2 separate regions of the Sus scrofa genome follow, and region 1 is linked to region 2. A link is a contact called in public HiChIP or PLAC-seq data. All regions are on one chromosome and are shown on one strand. Each heading gives the region's core, a stretch centred on a gene start, on an enhancer-like site or on the middle of the called end of the contact. The rest is flanking DNA. Distances are from core to core; before and after follow the strand shown.

Region 1 (6,173 bases), core at 2,959-5,458, 33 kb before region 2:
ATACTATATCAAGTTTTGCTATTTAAGTTACCATAACTTTATATAAGTAAGTTGGAGTGCTGTTCATCTTTTTCTTTGCCTCAGAATAACTTAAGCAATTGAAGTTACATGTTATTTAAAGCTTAAATAAAGCTTATTCATGAAGCCATCTGATCTTACTTTTTTAGATTAAAAAAAATCTTTTAATGGCTTCTCCAATTTCTTCTTATGTGACTGGTCATTTGGGTTTTCTACTTTTTGAAAAGATTTTGGTAAATTGTATTCTGCTAGGAAATCCTCCACTTCCTCTACATTTTGAAATGTGTTCCCATAGAACTGAATATAGTATTCTTTAATCTTTCTTTTAATTTCTTTTAGTAAGTGATTTTGTCTCCTTTTCTTTCTTTTTTTTTTTTTTCTTTCTTTTTAAGGCTGAACCTGCGTCATATGGAAGTTCCCAGGCTAAGGGTCGAATTGCAGCTGCAACTGCTGACCCACACTATAGCAACGCCAGATGTGAGCCCCGTATGCAACCTACACGGCAGCCAACAGCAGTGCCTGATCTTTAACCCAATGAGCGAGGGCAGGGATCCCTCACATCCCCGTGGATACCAGCTGGGTTCTTAACCTGCTGAGGCACAATAGGAACTCTGATTTTGTCTCCTTTTCAGTACTAATCTTGCAACTTTTTGCTTTCTCTATTTTTCTTAAATAAATTTTTAGGCATTTTCTTTTTCATTAATCTTTCCAGGGACTTATTTCTTTTGGTGTATTTTGTCTTTTTATGGCCACACTCGAGGCATATGGAGGTTCCCAGGCTAGGGGTCAAATCGGAACTACAGCTGTCGGCCTACACCACAGCCACAGCAATGCAGGATCCTTAACCCACTGAGCAAAGCCAGGGATCAAACCTGCGTCTTCATGGATGTTAATCAGATATTCTTCTGCTGAGTCAGGATGGGAAAGAACTCCAGTTCCTTTATTTTTTAAAAGTGAGATATACCATAATGTTTATACTTTTAAGGTATACATACAATTCAGTGGTTCTAAGCATATTCACAAAGGTGAATTAAGTGCCTTTTACTTTTTATTTCTTTTTAAGAAACAAATAAGACAGTGGATTTTCCTTTCATTACAGCTTTAAATTGGCCCTGAAAATTCTGTAATGGATTCTCTCCTTTCATCGCTTTCTACTTATTTTGTCATTTGCTTTGATTTTCCCTTTGTTTTTGTTTTTGTTTTTTTTTTCCTTCTTCTTTTATTCCCCGCACCTGCAGCATATGGAAGTTCCCAGGCCAGGGATAAAATCCAGGCTGCAGCTGTGACCTACCCCACAGCTGCAGCAATGCTGGATCCTTTATCTGCTGTGCCACAGCAAGAACTCCCGATTTGCCCTTTGATCCAAGGATTATTTACTGGAGCATGCCTTAATTTTTAACTTATTTATCTGTGTGTCTTCCTATATTTTCCAAATTCTTTAAAATGAATGTATTACTTTTAAAACTAAAGCAAAATTATTTTAAATTACACTTAAATCTTTTATCCACCTAAAATTTATTTTCGAGAAAGGTATTCAATAGGAATCCACTCCACCCCCAAAGAGTAGATAGCTATTGCAAAAGTACTTATTAAATGGTCCTTACTTTCCCACAGACTTACTATATTTGTTGTAAACTGACTTTCCTTGTATGTTTGTGTTTATTTCTGGGTGCTGTTCTGCTCCACTGATGTTTCTATCTCTGTTATTTCCTTTCTGGTATCAATAGGAAAAGTTTAGTAACTTTAAAATATGTTTTAATATCTGATAGTGTTAGTCTCTTCTCATTTCCTTTTCACAATAAAGAAATTGTATTGGAGTATGTTTACTTACAATGTTGTGTTAATTTCAGGTGTACATCAAAGTGAATGAGTTATACATATACACAGTCTCATATTTAATTTTTCACCTTTTATTATGTTCTGAAGAAAAAAAACCCTATTGGTATTTTAACTGGAACTGAATGACATTCGTAGATTATTTTAAAGAATTGACATCTCTAAAATATAGATCCTAATTATGGGGAAAGTATGTCTTTCCATTTGTCTAGGTAATTTATGTAAACTCTAAGAGCTTACAAAGTTTCTTCATATAGGTCCTAGGTCCTACCCATTTCTTTTTTTTTTTTTTTTTTTTTTTGTCTTTTCTAGGGCCGCTTTTTAGGGCTGCAGTTGCGGCATGTGGAGGTTCCCAGGCTGGAGGTCAAATCAGAGCTGTAGCTGCTGGCCTACACCACAGCCACAGCAACGTGGGATCCGAGCCACGTCTGCAACCTACACCACAGCTCACGGCAATTCCGGATCCTTAACCCACTGAGCAAGGACAGGGATGGAACCTGCAACCTCATGGTTCCTAGTCGGATTCCTTAACCACTGCGCCACGACGGGAACTCCCCTACCCATTTCTTAAGTTTAAACCTAGGCACTTTATTTTGGTTGTTATTGTAAATTGAAATCGTTTTTCAATTATATTTTCCAAACAATTATAATTTGATATAATAAAGCTATAAATTTTTGTACATTAATTTTGTCTTTTCTTATTATTTCTAATAGCTTTTCAGTTAATTCTCTCTGGGTTTCCATATAAACAATCTTATTATTAACAAATAATGATAATTTTGCTTTCTCCTTTCCAGTATTTTGTATGTTCTTTCTTTCCCCTAACTGCATTGGCTAATAAATCTAGAATATTACATAAATGTGATAACATTTTAAGCTATTTCTAACATTTTAAGCTATTTCTAATGTTGCACCACTAAGTACAGTAAAATTTAAAAAGTGAGCATGCTCACTTAGCCAGTTTAGTACATAACCTTCTAGAGGCTTTATTCTTTTTCTTTTCAAAGCCTGGCACAAAGCTGGCATTCAACAAATGTTGACTTTCAATTATGTTAATACATACATACATATAGATTCATGAATAGTACAAGAGAATACTAAATAGAAAGCAAAGACATGAATAAACATTTACTGAGCACCAACTATGTGCAAGGCACTGGCATAAATACTCCCATCAACAGCTCTTTTGGCATGCAGATCCTACTAGGAGTTGATTTTGACAGCACATGATGGAAAGAGCACTGCAATGGGAGTGTGAAGATCCAGGTTCTAACCCTGTCTCGGTCACTGATATGATGACCTTGGCAGGTTCTTAACCAAAAGCTTCCACTTACCCTGAAGGGGAGACAATTTAAGTCAAGTTGGAATTCACGCGAGGAAAGACCTTCCTTCATCTCTCTCCCTCCCTCCCCCCATGCTATGGGAGAGCTTAGAGCTGACCCAGTAGAAGCAGAACAGAAGGCAGGGAACTAAGACTTCTTTGAGATAATGGATGTAGTGACACTACCAGAAATAAAAACAAAACTAACAAAACAAAATAACACAAGTTCCTTGACATCCGTCGCACCTCCTCTGTGAAACACTTTAGCATCAGTCATGCTCTCTTGGCGATGAAATGTAGATTCTGGGCTCCATGTCTGCAGAGTAACATTTGACAAATCCTCATCCTCACACACGCCCAGTAAAGTCCCTTCGGCTCCCAAACCCCTCTGGGGGTCCCTGAACTTTTATTCTCCACCTCTAAGTCCTGGACGGGTCACCTGGAACGCCGATATGGTATCTAGGCAGGAGATCTGACATAAGGACCTAGGCCTCCTTAACTCTTTGGGATACAGTCAAGGGTTAGAAGCACACGAGGCACCTTCTTAGGTGTTGGAGAGGGGCAACCCAAAGGTCAAAAAGGTCAGGAGACTTTTCTGAGCGGAGCCGCATCTCTCAGGAGACCAGGCCTGCTCAGGGGCGGGGAGGAGGCTGAGCCCCGGGCTGTTGAGTGGCCGCCCTCCCAGCCAATCGGCACATCGCCCCGCCGCGCTGAGGTCCCGCCCCTCCCAGCGCGGTACTCACTTTCCCCACTTCGGCGTTGCCCATGGAGATGACTTTGATGCGTAGGGACTTGCCAGGCTCCTTCCGCTTCGGCACGTTGGCCTCCATTGCCCTCGCTCTCTCGGGGCCACCCGCCTCAGTCTCTCCTTGTTCACCGCGCTGGCCCGTCCCTCAGGCTTCCTAGTCCAATGGCGGAGCCGCTGCTCTCGTCACCGCCTCAACTCCGCTGCTCGCCATACCCGCCGCTGCCAGGCAGCGGGCGCGGGCAGTAGGGAGCGTCCGAACCTGCGGTGGGAGGGAGAAGAAAGTCTCGCGATGCTAGAAAAGGGCGGCGTGACGTCATCTCTAGGCCCTGGAGAGTCGGTTTTAGTTTTCCTGAGGTCAAGCGATCGAGCCTAGGTCGCGACCCTCGGCAGGAAGGTGGTGTGGCGGGGTGGCCGAGTTTACCTTTCATCGTGGGCGCGGCCTTGTGTTCAGGGGCTTCAGGACATAGGCATTTGTTAGGTTAGCAGCCAGGTGGTAGAAATTTATTGGCTGTTCAGGGCAGTTCCCAGGGCTGGAAGTAGCTGGAATTACGGGTTAGTTCAGGGCCCGGCCACGCTACACTGTCCGTTTGGGGTTTGTTTTTTTTCTTTTCTTTCTTTCTTTTTTTTTTTTTTTTTTTTTTTTGGTGGATTCTTCAGTGCCCAAGGGCCCATCCATTAACCCCTCTTCCAATATTATGCTTCCCTTCGGAGTCCCTGAGGGACAGAGTCAGAAGCCAGGGAAGTGGGGAAGTCGGGGCCCTGGTACTGGAGGAGGGCCATTAGGCAAGATCTGTATTAAGAAAGACTCGACGTGTTTATTCTTTAAAATAAATTATGAAATACGTTGGACAAACGTAAAGCTACAAAGAGTAATGTAAGTATCTGTGTATCCACCACTTACCTTAAGAAATAAAACGTCACGATACTGTGTGCACTCTTCCCCGAATGGACATCCCTCTTCCCACACTGCAAAATGTTGCAGCTATTTGAATTGGAGCTTTTAATTTCCAGGCTTTTGTTTTACTACGTATGTATATATACCTCGAAATATAGAATTATATTTAATCTTTTAGAAATCTTTGTTTTGAAATAATTTCGAGAATAGTAGGGGGGAAAAACCTTGTATACCTTTTATCCAGATTCATTGTCCACATTTTGCCTCATTTACTATATTGGCCATGATCACTGTGTATACATAAATATACACACTTTTTTCCTTGAATCATTTGAGAGTAATTTGCAAAAATCTTTATCCATAGATAATTTGATGTGTATTTCCTAGGAATAAGGACTTTCCCTTACATAGCAACAGTAAGCAAAACGTAACATTGTTATCTAACCCTGTGGCTCTCAAACTGTGCACTGAGTGCCCCCACAGCCCCACAGTGAATTTATAGGAGCTATCTGTGCGATATTTTGTATTCTAATATCTCAAGGAAAAACTATGCAAAACTACTCACTCGAGGTTATGTACAATTTTAACAATAGATGGCGCCATATTCCTTGGATATGCCGTATTTGGGACGCTGCGATTTTCCGTGTTTCTGATAAAGAGAAAAGTGCAGAAATAAACGTACAACGGGAGTTCTCTGGTGGCTCTGGGGGTTAAGGATATTACATTGTCACTTCTGGTTCTGGTTACTGCTGTGGCTCGGGTTTGATCCCAGGCCTGGGACCTTCTGAATGTTGTGGATGCGACCCCCCCCTCACCCGCACAAAAGTATAAAAATAAAAGGATTGTCTTGTTTAAAAAAAAAAAAAATCAGTGTGGAATAGGAAATAAAAGTGGTCTTGTCCAATGTGATTCCAAAGTTTCAGAAGTTGTGCAATGCATAACAGCAGCATAAATCCCATTGGTAGGTAACTGTGGATGATTCCACCCTTAGCCTGGGAACTTGCATAAGCTGTGGGTGCAGCCTTAAAAAAAAAAAAAAAAAAAAAAGGACACACACATACGCAAATATATATATATATATATATTCCATTTATTAATGATAGAAACTTTAGTTGGTAAAGTTGTCGAGTAGTGTTCACTAGGAAAATTCACAGTAAAGTGACTTTTTCCCTTTGTAATAAGTAATTTGTAAGGGGATATTTTGAGATTCTGTAACTATCGCCCACAAATTTTTAAGAACCCAGTGATGACTCATGGCTAAAGAGGTATTACTGTGATGAGTGCAAAATGATAATTCTCTTACTCCGTCTTTTCTCCCACATTTATTGCTTGGTGATCTACCATAAGGGAGAGCT
Region 2 (6,270 bases), core at 427-2,926:
TTCCGCATGCCTTGGGCACAGCTAACAAATAAACAAAAACCACCTTTTCTCACCTCTCTGGAGAGTCATTCAGGTAACAGGTGTTGTGCATTTGCAGAAGGCCAAGTGGAGTAGTAGGTGCTAAGAATATGAAAATGAGTGCCAGGTGGTCATGGGCTCAGGCAGTGCCTAACTCTGTGAGGGCATCAGCAACACAAGCAGATAATTATAGAACAGCACGCTCGGCGCACTGAGAGTTACTGGCACTGAGAGAGAGTTACCGGCACCAAGAGATGCAGAGGAGGCACACCTCATTCAGTTGTAGATGGGTGAATCAGCGAGGACGTCCTGGAGGAGGCAACCGCCAGATCCATCAGCGAAGTCGGACTCAGCCGGAGCGGAGGTGGGATAGAAGTAGCTTGCTGTCTACTGGGCAGAGGCAGGAAGCAGCTCGAGCGCAGAAGAAGGAGAGGTGCAGTTATAAGCTGTTCATTACTGCAGGCGTGGAAGTGGAAAGTGCGGCTCGAGAGCAGACCCGGGGCTAAACCAGAGGTGCCTGGCTTGGCTGCCTGTTGGAATCACGGGGGAGCCGTATTAGGCTGTCAAGGCCTGGGTCCCGATTTAAACGGCCTGTGGTGCAGCCTGGCTGTTGGGGTTCCCCAGGCTCCCCAGATGATTCTGCTGTGAAGCCCTGGGGGAGAAAAGATCATGAACCAGAGTTCAGAATGGTCTCTGAGGGGAGACTGCAGGAGCCGGGGGTTGAGGGACGTGTGGGCAGGTGGAAGGGGCAGTTTGATTCCTGGGTGTGTATCTTGGTGACGGGGCGGGATCAGGATGCCACCAGCTGCAATAAAGGGTCAGAGTTGGGGGAAGGAGATGAGTTTGGTTTTGACAACCAAGTACCAAAACATCCAGATAGAATTGTCCAGCAGGTAGTGAGAGAAGATATACAGCATCAGAGGTACATCAGCTGGTGGCCTGAACGCATATTGATAGTTTTTGAGTCCGTGAAAGTAAATGAGATGACGTGGGGAGAAAATCAGACTTTTGAGGGTAATATGCTACGTGTGGGTGTGTGTGTGTCGGTGAGGGGCTGGGGAGGAGGCGGGAGGGAGAGGGAGATGGGGGTGAGTGAAGGCGGTCAAATGCTAACAATTTTCCTATTCAGGAGAAGGATACGTGAGAGTTTTTGCACTGTTCTTTCAGGTGGGTTTTGGTTTTGGTTTTGGTTTGGTTTGGTTTGGTAGATTTAGACATTATAAGAAAGAATGCAAAGAAGGAAGAAAAGAGAAAAGGAGATGAACTAAGAGAATTTGACCCAACATCGTGGCGGTGGGTTGGGGAGGAAGGTTGGCGCCAAGAGAATTGCAGAAACATTGGCCATCTGTTCTCGTCACCAGCATGAAGCCAGGGAAACTGGCCTGGGCAGGAGTTCCAGTCCTGGTCAAAGATTCTGTGCTATCCTCTCTTTGTGCGACCAGCAGCAACAATCAACAGCATTTAACCTCACTACGGGGCAGGCAGAGCGCCCTCAGTGGCCGGGAGGCAGGAGGCTGGATTCTAATCCCCGCTCCACCACCCTGAGGCTCTGAGGGGGTGATTTTGGCTCTTCCGAGGCTCTTCTCTGACAGCAAGGACTTTGGACCAGGCATCCTCTGAGGCTCTGCCTAACTTCCTGCAGTCATGCTTCCTTATTGGCGCTCCTCGGAGCCTTCTGAACTAAGCATTACAGAGGTTTTGTCACATCTGCTTTTGCATTCTCTCAGTCCTGATTCACTTTACAGTCCTTTTGGGCCACCCTCTCTTGAGAGCCTGTCCCTGAGCAGATGTGGTCCTCATTGAACTCTGCTCTGTGAGTGGAGCTATAATAGTCGCCCGTTCCTGACCTGTCTGCCCCTGGACCTAATGCAGGGCTTCTTCCCACACTCTAGGATATTGCTTTCTATTAATAACTCTTCGGATTTCCTCTTTTTTTTTTTTTTTTTTTGCTTTTTCAGGGCCGCGCCTGCAGCATAGGGAAGTTCCCAGGCTAGGCATCGAATTGGAGTTGCTGCTGCTGGCCTACACCACAGCCACGGCAACTGGGATCTGAGCCGCGTCTGTGACCTACACCACAGCTCAAGGCAACGCCGGATCCCAGACACTGAGCGAGGCCAGGGGTCGAAACTGTATCCTCAAGGACACTAGTCAGGCTGGCGGATACCAATCGGATTTGTTTCCCCTGTGCCACAACGGGAACTCCCTGATTTCCTCTTTGTGATAAAGCCAACTCATGCTTATGGTAGAAGCTGGAAAATTGGGGAAATTATAGAGAAGAAAACTTAAATTACTCACAATTCCACCATTTCACTGACAGCTACCATTAACATTTTTTTCTGAATGCATGTGAGGGTGCATGTGTGTTGCACAGCTGATCTTTTATCATCTACATAATTTTTACTCTGTTTTTTTTTTTTAACTTAATAACAAACCTTGAGCACTCTTTCATGGGGAAATGAAACAGATCGCCATTCTATAATTTCTTTGGCAGAGTTTTACAAGTTTTAGATGTCATTTTGGAACCTCACTTTTTCTTCTTTTTTTTTTGTTATAGTTGATATACAATGTTGTGCCGATTTCTGCTGTACAGCAAAGTGACCCAGTCTCTTTCTCTCTCTCTCTTTCTCTCTCTCTCTCTCACACACACACACATTTCTTTTCTCCTATCATCTCCCATCATGGTCTATCCCAAGAGATTGGACACATAGTTCCCTGTGCTGTACAGCAGGACCTCATTGTCCATCCATTCTTTTTTTTTTTTTTTTTTTTTTTTGTCTTTTTGCCTTTTCTAGGGCTGCTCCCTCGACATATGGAGGTTCCCAGGCCAGGGGTCGAATCGGAGCTGTAGCCACTGGCCTACACCAGAGCCACAGCAATGCAGGATCAGAGCCTACACCACAGCTCCTGGCAACGCCGGATCCTTAACCCACTGAGCAAGGCCAGGGACCGAACCCGCAACCTCATGGTTCCTAGTCGGATTCGTTAACCACCGCGCCACGATGGGAACTCCTGTCCAGCCATTCTAAATGTAATAATTCACATCTGCTTCCCCCAAACTCCCAGTCTATCCCACTCCCTTCCCCCACTCCCTTGGCTATCACAAGTCTATTCTCCATGTCTGTGAGTCTGTTTCTGTTCTGTAGATAGATCCATTTGATTTGCACCATGTTTTAGACTCCACATGTAAGTGATATCATAAGGTATTTGTCCTTCTCTTTCTGACTTATTTCACTTAGTATGAGAATTTCTAGTTGCATCCGTGCTGTTGCAACTGGGACCTCATTTTTAATAGTTCTCAACATAATAAAATACATTATGTATTTGAAAAATGTACTGTTAAAATTAAATATTTAAATATGTCATCATTTGATGTTCCCATTGTGGCTCAGCAGGTTATGAACCTGACTAGAATCTATGAGGATGTGGGTTTGATCCCTGGCCTCGCTCAGTGGGTTAAGGATCTGGTGTTGCCATAAGCTGTGGTGTAGGCACAGATGCAGCTTGGATCCCACATTGCTCTGGCTGTGGTGTAGGCCGGCAGCTGCAGCTCCGATTTGACCCCTAGCCTGGAAACCTCCATATGCCATGGGTACGGCCCTAAAAACCAAAACGAAACAAAACAAAAGGCATCATAACATTATAATGATATCATTATCTCCTTATCTAATTAAGAGTCACTGTTTTCATATAAAATGTTTTCCAAATGACTTGGCAACCCTGTCCATTTCTTCTGGTGCTGATGGAAGTCTGGCCTGGCACAACAACAGTGGTACAGGGGAAACACCAGGCGAGGCAAAGGATGAGAGGAAGAAATGGATTTAGAATTTCTCAGGTTATGATACTCGTATCATTAATGGCGGATCCATAGAGCCACTTCTGGGTGGTGCTGGTGGAATTTGTAGGGGGGGGTGTGTGTGTGTAGTGAATGGTTAGTTAGTAGTGAAGAGCCAAGTGGGAGGAAGGAGGAAATGAATTAAATATGATAAATGCGGAGGCATGTATGATAACCGCTTTAGAGAGTCTGCCTCTTCCTTTCTCACTCTTGCCAAATGATAAAGTCTAATTTTAATGCTCTGCGTGTGCATGGATATGCAGAGGGGTGGGGGAGACATGCAAGGGGGGGTGCACTCTAGAATCGTGAAAAAACAGAATTAATCATAAGCATTTTCTAATGTCACTAAATTAATTCAATTAAAAACATCATAACAGTTGACAGATGGGTAGTCTTTAATGTCTCCAAGGAAGTACCTGAACCATTCACCCACTCAAGCATCTCATATTTTCATCCAAGAAGTTCAAACCACTTAATTCTTCCTTATGGCTCCCCTGGGAAGTGAGAAAGAAGAAATTACTCTCCGCTTACTCTTTTATATATGTCTATATACACATTTTATTATGCACTTGTCTTAACAGGAAAGGAAACCCCATAAACCAAGCACATCACTCTAAAATCACTTCTAACCCTCATTAGAATGTGCACATTCACTTGAAATTGTGGCCTTGACTCCCTGTCTTCCTGCATTCTTTCCAAATACACATGTTTTAATGACCAGCACACTTAGTGTTTTAATGGCTATATAATATTCCTTTTTATTGACATAGTGCCGTTTATTCAACCATATCTTTATTTTGAGAGACTTAGGGGTTGTTTCTAGATTATTTTAAGGATCATAAGTGATACTAAAACTGCGTCATTGTGCAATTCTTTTTCCTTTAGGATTCTTCACTTGAGTCTCACTGATGCTGCCTTTTACTATTTCACTTTCACTAGGCTTATAAATAGGAAACAGAATCCCTAAGCTGTTTGACTTGTATTTACTTAATTTCTAACCATAGTTTAGAATTAGTTTATCTAATTTCCATTGCTGATTTCTGTCTATTTTCCTGTGTATAAAATTATCTATTCTTATTCTTTTCTGCTAAGTAGGGGCTAAGGATTAGCCATATACCTATTTTTATTAGCTCGAGATTTTTTTAGGGACGTTAAACTTCTATGAATTATATCATTTTTCACAAATGATCACAAATCACTCTCACATCCATAGTCTTCCTTTTTTAAACTTTGTTCAGTTACATTATTTTATATGATGTAATTTTAGATGTTAGGAAAGGATTATAAAAGAATATACTCATGGACTCTTTCCCAATGATTTGCCCTTGAAAATCTCCATATAACCCTGACAATTAAAAAAAATTATTTTCTTCTTTTCTTGGCCACTCCTGTGGCATGCGTGAGTTCCTGGACCAGGAATTAAACCTCAGCCACGGCAGTGACAACATGGATCCTTAACCTACTAGGCTGCCAGGGAACTCCCATCCCAGCAATTTCTAACACCTGAATCCTTTGGTCTTAGAGCAAGAGGGGAAAAAAGCATTGGCTCAAGGTTGAAGTGGGGCCTATGACACCGCAGGAATGGCCTCCTGTGTAGGGAATGTGTCTGAGAGCTGGGCTGTCCGTCCCTAGGGATGCTGCTACCAGCGCTCCGGTTTCCTTTCTCTCTCTTTGTTCTGAAATAGCCATCTCGTCATGCTATCCAGACTAAATCTCTGGCTGTCCCTTAAACCACGCGGTTAGGGATCAGAAGAGGTTATTCCCAGAGCTGCCTGTGGGTTGCAGGGAGAAAGGCACAAGGACAGCATGTTTCTGTGATTCAGGCGTGTCCAGGCCACAGTCATGACCTCCTTGTTTCCGCTTCATCATCTTGAGCCCGAACTAGGCAGCGCTCATTTCCCCGGCTTGAGGCTAGAGGTGTGAGACCGATCCTGGCTCCAAGCAGAAGGTTATCTTTTTGGTCATTGGCAGGTGACTCAGTGAGCGTGTCACCCGCCCGTCTCTGTGTTCGCTGCTGCGCGTTGTGCTGATGTAGCAGCTGCTCTTACGCGTCCTGGTCGGGACAGGGAGTAGCAGTGTTTGGACAAAAGCTTTGTCCCAGCAGCAGTGGGGAGGGAGGGTGTTCATTCACGCTCAGTCACCCTGCTTGGCCTGAACCCAGTAAGTTATCGCTCCTGGAACTCAGCTCCGGTTCTGCCGAAGTGTCAATAACATGACCTGGGATGAGAACTCACAGTGATGCTGGAAAAGCTGGGAGATATGGTGGGCTTGAGAATGGGAAGGGGCAGGGGGAGAAGAGGGTGGGAACTACTTGTTTACCACTGCGCTGTTTGTTTGTTTGTTTTTTGTCTTTTTAGGGCCACACCCTGGGCATATGGAGGTCCCCAGGCTAGGGGTGGAGTCAGAGCTGCAGCCACCGG

Evidence for each region. HiChIP or PLAC-seq counts read pairs in DNA pulled down with a chosen protein or histone mark.
Region 1: an H3K27ac HiChIP or PLAC-seq map of alveolar macrophages shows a contact between it and region 2. The contact joins the promoter of DNAJC27 here to the enhancer-like site in region 2. A contact is called at or near these places in 7 of 47 Hi-C or Micro-C datasets (fetal liver, fetal skeletal muscle, liver and 4 more) and 1 of 2 datasets of contacts at active chromatin or transcription factors (alveolar macrophages).

Annotation. Positions count from the first base shown.
Region 1 is chr3:113,814,753-113,820,925 of Sscrofa11.1, reverse strand. It overlaps DNAJC27 (dnaJ homolog subfamily C member 27), which reads right to left and starts at 4,208. Exons shown (of 7, transcript XM_021087775.1): 1 at 3,919-4,208. The coding sequence starts at 4,005.
Region 2 is chr3:113,778,982-113,785,251 of Sscrofa11.1, reverse strand. No RefSeq gene overlaps it. Among named protein-coding and RNA genes, the nearest start is that of EFR3B, 23 kb to the right of the region's middle. Within about 2 kb of position 1,676, at least 6 of the 83 cell types and tissues checked have an H3K27ac peak or open chromatin away from gene starts, as enhancers often do. A contact at or near this core is called in alveolar macrophages and retroperitoneal adipose tissue, where this site is marked.